2 separate regions of the Mus musculus genome follow, and region 1 is linked to region 2. The links are chromatin contacts, called in public targeted proximity ligation maps. All regions are on one chromosome and are shown on one strand. The core of a region is the stretch at or near the end of the contact, and the rest is flanking DNA. Distances in the headings are between cores, read along the strand shown.

Evidence for each region.
Region 1: a targeted proximity ligation map of microglia shows a contact between it and region 2, with 3 times the contacts expected there. A contact is called at or near these places in 8 of 39 promoter capture datasets (the C10 cell line, embryonic stem cells, hematopoietic stem and progenitor cells and 5 more), 16 of 484 Hi-C or Micro-C datasets (B cells, CD4 T cells, DN3 thymocytes and 9 more), 10 of 130 datasets of targeted methods (the HPC-7 cell line, the NIH/3T3 cell line, the SCID.adh cell line and 6 more) and 3 of 9 other capture datasets (adipose tissue, liver and pancreatic islet).

What each region holds. Positions count from the first base shown.
Region 1 is chr19:3,933,697-3,937,692 of GRCm38.p6, reverse strand. It overlaps Unc93b1 (unc-93 homolog B1, TLR signaling regulator), which reads right to left and starts at 2,507. Exons shown (of 11, transcript NM_019449.2): 1 at 2,341-2,507; 2 at 1,790-1,931; 3 at 1,271-1,424. The coding sequence starts at 2,499.
Region 2 is chr19:3,879,178-3,882,999 of GRCm38.p6, reverse strand. All of the region lies in intron 3 of Chka (choline kinase alpha), which reads right to left. Among named protein-coding and RNA genes, the nearest start is that of Tcirg1, 26 kb to the left of the region's middle.

The sequences.
Region 1 (3,996 bases), core at 1,258-3,757, 55 kb before region 2:
TGACTTTCAGCTAAATCCTTTTTTTGTTTTGTTTTGTTTTGTTTTGTTTTGTTTTGTTTTGTTTTTTCGAGACAGGGTTTCTCTGTGTAGCCCTGGCTGTCCTGGAACTCACTCTGTAGACCAGGCTGGCCTCAAACTCAGAAATCCGCCTGCCTCTGCCTCCCAAGTGCTGGGATTAAAGGTGTGCGCCACTACCACCACCCGGCAACTTTCAGCTAAATCTTAAACCTACAGGCTACGCCCTTCAACTCTGTGAGGAAAGATTGCTTCATGTCTAAAGTAAGAGCAGCTACCCTGGCTGTGTGATGGAACAAAATAAGACTTTACTCTGCATTAGAGGTGATACATTTTAAGAGGTATAAAGCCAGCCAGCGTGATAACACAGCCGGTAGTCCCAGCACCCAGGAGGCTGAACTAGAAGAATCCTGAGAGTCAGCTGAGGCTCCTGGGTGAGAGCCTGTGTGCAGGTTAGTTGATGGTCAACTTGACACACAAACTGGAGTCACTTGGGAAGAATGAATCTCTGCTGAGTCAATGCCCCCAACAGATTAGCCTGTAAGGAAGCAAGCCTATGATGAATTTTCTAGATTGCTTCTGGATGGGGGGCGGGGGGACCACTTAGGTGGTGCCACCTCTGGGGTGGTAGACCTGGGTTCTATACGAAAGCAGGCTGAGCAAGCCAGTAAGCAGCATTCCTCCATGGCTTCTGCATCCACTCCTGCCTCCAAGTTCCTACCTGGTTGAGTTCCTGCCCTGACTTCCCTGGATGATGGACTATCATGTGAAATAAACCCTTCCTCCCCAATCTACCCATTTCAGGAGTCTCATCAGGCTGGGGAACATTTCTGCAATGGCCTGGAGGTTGAACCATATGTGCCCTAGAGCTCCAGCCTGACCAACCTGAGCCTCTGCAGCTAAGACCTTTTCTGTGAGACCTTTTTTTTTTCAACATAGTCATGGCTCACTGGGCTGAGAACCTGGGCTGTGCTGGGGGTTTCAAGGCTGTAGCCCAGGAAGTCACAGTTTGTCTGGTAGGATGCCAGAGTCCCCATGAAACCAAATGTGCAGATGGGGGGAGGGGGGATGGGGGATCTCTTGGTTCCTCCTCTATAGCTGGGATTTCCCCTTTTCCTTCTCACTCTTCCAAACAAGCAAGGCCTCTCTGCAGTTCGCCTCAGTCCAAAATAGGAGGGCAGCAGGTGGCCTTATGATCCAACAGTCTCTGTACCCCACAAAGTCGGGGGGGGGCGCGGAAACAGAAGTTTGGCACCTGATGAGCACAGGTGTGTAGAGCAGGGCAGCGATAGGCGTCACGTTGATACCCATCAGCATCTTGCTATCGATGTCCGGCAGCCCCATGTTGCCATACTTCACCTCTCTGTAGGTCTCATCATAGTGCAGGATCAGTTGCATCTGCAGGAGGCCTGGGGACAGGGAGCATCGTAGAGAGCTCTAATCAGTCTGGCTCAGAACAACTAAACAAGCTCACGGCAAGGCTGGCAGGGCGCCGAGTCACCTAAGCGACCCTTTCCTGTATTCATCAGGACCAGGATAAGAACAAGACTCCCGTTCCCAGCCTCCCGCACCGAGTCTCTGGCTGGGTTGGGGGCACACTGGCTTGTGGCACACCCCGCCTCCCAGTCCCAAGTGCACGCCACAGCAACAGCAGATGTGACCCGGGAAGTGAAAGGGGAAGGAGGCCAGCTAGCCGCAAGGTTTCTCTTTCCAAGCTCGGGAGTGGAGGGGGAGGGGAAGCAGAGGGCTAGCAGGGTTAGTGTGTCCTCCCTACCCAGGTAGACGCCGTAAGTAAGGGTGACACCCGTGCTGGCCGCCAGCACGTTCTTGACCACTCCGAGGCGCTTGCGGCGGTAGTAGCGGCGCTCTTCCTCCTCCTCATTGTAGTTGGGGTACGCACCCACGAGTTCGTCCAACTGCGGGCCAATCACTAATCACATGTTGGCTCCCCGGTCGGACTCCAGACCCTATCCCGGCTTCCAGGAACTCAGGTTTCCCATCCAGGGTCCTAGTCCCCATCCCAGGGCCCCCGCACCCCACTCGGGGTGTCAGTCCACAATTCTGGATCTCTGTCCCCCTGACCCGGAGTCCTGGTCTCTTCTCTAAATCCCTGCTCCCCACTCCGGGTTCCAGCTTTCCACTCAGAGCCCCATCCCCTATTCCAGAGTGTGTTCCTACTCTGAGACCCTGGTCCCCAGTCTGGAGCCCCGCCCCTCATCCTAGGGTACAGGGGGCCTCCCATCCCAGGGACCTTCCCCCCCCCCCCCCGGGTGCCCCGCGGGGCAGTCGGTCCGGTGTCCCATTGTGTTTCCCTGCCCTGCTCACGGGAGCCTCTGGCCCATCAGGAACTCCGTGCCGGTCTTCATCCCCTTGAGGACCCGCGGCCCCGGCCACAGGGTAGAGCGGAGGCTCCACCTCCATGACCAGATCCAGATCAAGGGCTTGCAGTTCTGGGCACCAGCAGCTGGTTGGGACTTCCTTCATCAAAGACCGCCCTGTCTAGTAGGCCCCACCCCGTCTAGTGTGGGCCGCCTCCTCCTAATACTGTCCATGGTGTGTGTGTGTGCGCGCGGTATGTGTGTGTGGTATATATGTGGTGCATGTGTGTGCATGCGTGTGTGATTTTTGTTTATGTGTGTGTGGTGTATGTGTGTGCAGTCTGTAGTGTGGTGTGTGTGTGTGTGTGTGTGTGGTTTTTATGTGCTGTGGTTTATTTGTGTGTGGTGTATATAATTTTTTGTTTGTTTGTTTTTTTGAGACAGGGTTTCTCTGTATAGCCCTGGCTGTCCTGGAGCTCACTTTGTAGACCAGGCTGGCCTCGAACTCAGAAATCCGTCTGCCTCTGCCTCCCGAGTGCTGGGATTAAAGGCGTGCGCCACCACTCCCGGCTGTACGGTGTATATAGTATGTGAATGTGATGTGTGTGGTGTATGTGTATGTGTGTGCAATGTGTGTAGTGTGGTTTGTGTGTGTATGTGTGTTGTGTGCTTGTTTTATGTGTGTGTACAGTGTGTATGTATGGTGTATGTAGTATGTGTGTGGTGTACGTGTATGTATGCAGTCTGTAATGTGTGGTTAGTGTGTGTATGTGGTATGGTTTGTCTGTGTGGCATGTCTGTATATGTTTTTGGTTTGTGTGTGACTTTTGTATGTGTGGTGAAGCAGAAGGTGGGCTTTTGTTGGCTCTATGAAGGGAGCAAAGGCGGAATGTAGTGCAGTTGGTCAGGTGCTTCCTGTCATGAGCAGAGTCCTGGGGTGATCCTGGGGTGGTCATGGCTGTGCACACCTGTAAGTCCAGCATACAAGAAGTGGAGAAAAGAGACCTGGTATTCAAAGAGTCATCTTGCTACATCTCAAGTTTGAAATTTGAAGTGAATACATGAGATACTGTCTCAAAAATAAAAGTGAAAGAACAGAGAGAGGGTGGTGCCATCATCTGGGGCATGGAAGACACAGGACAGGAGGGACACAGTGGACACTAGGAAGCTCTGAAGCTGTGTGGCTGCAGAGTGGACACCAGTGTTTACAGTCTCATGTGGTAGCCGTGGTGAGCCTGTGGCTGAGTGATCATATTGTTGGGAATGGCAGTAGACTTTGAGACCCCGAGAGGATGCAATCCTATAGGATAGAGGGGTCAGGTGAGGCGTAATGAGAAGAGAGCAGCTGGAATAGGGAGGGGTGTACCACAGGGAGTGGGCTCAGTGGGCACTGAGTGGAAAGGGCAAGGTGGTATGTGTGTGTGGGTATGTGTGGGTATGTGTGGGTGTGTGTGAGTGTGTGTGAGATGTGTCTGTGTGTGTGTGATGTACCTATGTGTGTGTGTGATGTACCTATGTGTGTGGTGTGCCTGTGTGTGTGTGTGTGTGTGTGATGTGACTGTGTGTGTGGTGTGTGTCTGATGTGTCTATGAGTGTGTATATGTCTCTGTGTGTGATGTGTCTATGTGTGTGTGTGCGCGCTTGATATGTAGTGTATGTGGTA
Region 2 (3,822 bases), core at 1,095-3,594:
CGTCAGTTCTCTCCTATTACCTTACAGGCTCTCTCAGACTCAGGGAGCCAGACCTGTCAAGTGTCTCACTTGGCCCCAATCCCACACCAACAAGGATGTGTGTGTGCACATGCGCGTGCGTGTCCCTCCTAAAATCACAACTTTCCCCCTTCTTCCCAGCTTTCAGGTGATTCTGATCGCTCTTTAGTTTGTTTTTGTTTGTATTTGTTTTTGTTTGTTTTTAAGAGGCAGGGTTTCTTTATGTAGCCCTGGAACTTGCTCTGTAGACCAGGCTGGCCTCAAACTCAGAGATTTGATCACCTTTTGTTATAAAATATGCTATGGGTGAAAACAATCCCAGGTAATCATGCTTAAAGCATCCACATTACAAAACTCGGGGTTTGGGAATTTAGCTCATTGTTAGAGCATTTGCCTAAGAAGCTGAGGTTCCTGTGTTGGGTCCTCAGCTCTGAAGGCTTAAAAAACAAACAAACGGACAAAAACTGAATTCAGAAACTGAAGACGAGCTCATTATGCAATGGCAGAATGCCACAGCTGACAAGACAAAGCCGTCAAAGCACACAAAATCATAAGTCAGTCACTTCCCCTTCTGTGTGGACAAGTGCTTGTTCCTAATCCCTACAATTACAGCCTAACTGTAATCTTGTATAATCCCCATATTAGTCTAATTATACCCTGTGAGGCTCAATCTGTATTGCAAGTGTGTATATTTGACAATAGATATTATTAATTTGTTCAGACTATAAGGAATTGGGTATCGCATGGACTTGTATCTTTTTGACAACACCTAGAGGTTCAGCAGATGAAATGTTCTTATTGCTCAACTAACCCTCGTAACACATTGGTTTAGGAGGGACAGTTACTGCAGCCCTGTCTGACCTGAAGCCCGATACTGCAGAGACTCTCAGGGGAGCTCAAGCGAAGGCCCTCAAGGTGTCCTCTGCTGTAGTCCTCTCCCCTGTAGGCTGGGAGCAGTCTCCTCGGCGCCTCCTACAGTGGAAACTGCAAAAGCAAGCAGAGCCTGACCATAACTGAACAAGAGGATCCTGGAGTAGGCAATCTCCCAGGTATGGCTCCCTGTAGCTCTATGTCATCTGCAGAACTCCCCCTCCCCCACACCCACATTCTAACTTTCAGTATAATCATTTCTAAGCTTCTTTTGTTTAAAAATCCAGACTTTTGTTATGATTAAAATCTCTTTTCCAGCTTCCCACACTGCAGAGTTATTACAATGACCATGAGGGTTCAACTTTGTCGGAAATGTTAAATTTTGTACTTTTCTTTTCCTTGTGGCAGTCTTATGTAGCACTTGTTGACCTTGAACTTGTTATAGCTAGCCCTGAACTTCTGATCTTCCTTCCTGCTGGGATTAAAGTGTGAACCACCATGCTTGCTGATAGAATCCAGGGTTTGTACACAATATGCAAGCACTATCCACATAAAAAGAAAAAAATTAGAGAGAGAAGAAGAGACACGAGAGAAGAGAAAGAGAATGTGCATGTTTGTGGCTGCCTACATGCCACAATATGGGGGTCAGAGGACAACTTTCAGGAGTTGGTATTCTCTTCCCATCTGGGGCACTGGGGATTGAACTCAGAGGGTTGGGCTTAGTGGTGAGTTGACTTTACTCGCTGAGCCATCTTGCCAGCCTTTTCTGGTTGGTTTTTGAGACAAAGCCTTTGCATTATTGTCCAAGCTACTCTTAAATTTCCAATCTCCCTGCACCTCCTGCATCAGTTTCTCTAGTTACATATTGCAGGCAGGCAACACAATACTTGACCTCACATGTTAGATTTTAAAGTTCTGTAAGTCTATCAGTTCCTGCCTATGTGCATGGCAGGACTGGCACTGGTACCTGGATTAATATCCTACCTAGACTCTTGCAGAGCCCATTAACCTGCACACACATGTGGGGCCCAGACAGAGATATAAGCAATTTCAAGCCCCTGATGCTCTCTGTGGTGGCTATGTGAAGCAAGAGAACAGTAATCAGAACAAACAGGGCGTGGCCCCCAGCCCAAAACTCCATATCATCCACTGGGCCAGTCACAGGCTAGTGCTACCTTTTTGGAGAAATCAATACCTTACTTTAGTTTCAGATATAAAACTTAATCATTCATTCATTCATTCATTCAAAACACAAAATGACTAAACAGAACTACAGAAGGAGTCAAGGCCATGAAGGGACAGAAGGTGGGTTGTGAGAGACAGGTTATGAAAGGGCAGTGATTTCCGGACAACACTGAACTGACTGAGACCCAAAAGTGCAGGGTGCAAATGAGCTGAGTTCTGATGGAGGAAGTCTGGAGCAGTCAAGGAAGTAAGAGAGTGGTTGCTCAATTGGGCAACCAGGACAGTCAGGAGCAGTCTATGGGACAGACAGGAACACGTGAAGCAATATACACTGAAACCTTATACACCGAGCAAACTATCAGAGCAAAAGAGAAACTGACTTATTCTGAGAACTCCCTCTCTACAGCAATGGTCTTGAAGCAATCACAACAGTAAGAGCCCTGAGGGCCCAGGTAATATCAAGGAAGGGGAAGTGGAAAGAGTGTACTAGCCAGGAGATGAGCAGGAACACTCCAACAAGCTGTCTTCATGACGTGGCCTGGCTGTTACACTTGAGAGCTCACGGCACCTATGGTTTTCTACATTAAGACCTGCACAAAATCAAGCCAGTCAACATTCCAGAGCGGAGGGCAGTGGTTGTTACATGGTACCACTTCTACCTGAGGGGTTGTTTTAGCAGTTATTGGCAGTTAATGGTTTCTGTGGAAGGGAGAGTCAATTTTCTAAGTATGTGGCCCTGGCTGGTTGCCATGTTCTAATAGATGGCCCACATCTATGTGCATGCTGGCAGTACTAACTGGACTGGACTCTAGGAGTTGTTTTTCTTAAAGAGGACACATGTTAGGTGGGGTCTGGAGGAGTGGAAGAGGAATAAGGGGATTGAGATACATTATATAGTGAGATTATGTGATTGAGATACATTATATAAGGAGTGAAGATGACTCCAAGGTTAACAGCACTTGTTCTTGCATAAGACATCGGTTTGATTCCCAGGACCCACATCACTCACAATCTAACTCGTTTCAGATTTAATAGTCTCTTCTGACCTCTGAGGGCACTAGGCACGCACATGGGGCACTTGCAAGCAAATCACCCACAAAAATAAATACAAAAAATACAAATACAAATAAATACATAGATATACAATATTCATGTATACAATATTAACGGAAAGAAAAAGTTCCTAAAATTAGCATTTACCCATTAACAAACACAACCAAACAGTATACACATCAATCAACGCTCACCCTCACAACAACATAATGTTTCCTGTTTTTTTTCCTACTCTATTTCATTTAGAAAACAAGCTGGGTGCAACATACACATCCTAGTCCCTGATAAGACTACTATGTTTAGGCAACTTTGGTTTCTAAACCCACCCACCCCCATCCCCAAACCAAAAATGCTAACATTTCACATAACTTTCACACCACTTGCAAACAACTGACTCAAATATGGGCAGTGGGAGGAAGCAGACAAGGGAGAAGAGGAGGCAAGATGGCTGCCTTTATAGGAAAAGGAGCTACAGATGCTACTGAGGGTCCAACTGGAGGAAAGCAAAATGCCTGCTGATTTGGCAATGTACAAGTTGCTAGTGATAAAAACTAGAGCTTCAAGCTGGGCAGTGATGGCGCACGCCCTTAATCCCAGCACTTGGGAGGCAGAGGCAGGTGGATTTCTGAGTTTGAGGCCAGCCTGGTCTACAGAGTGAGTTCCAGGTCAGCCAGGGCTACACAGAGAAACCCTGTC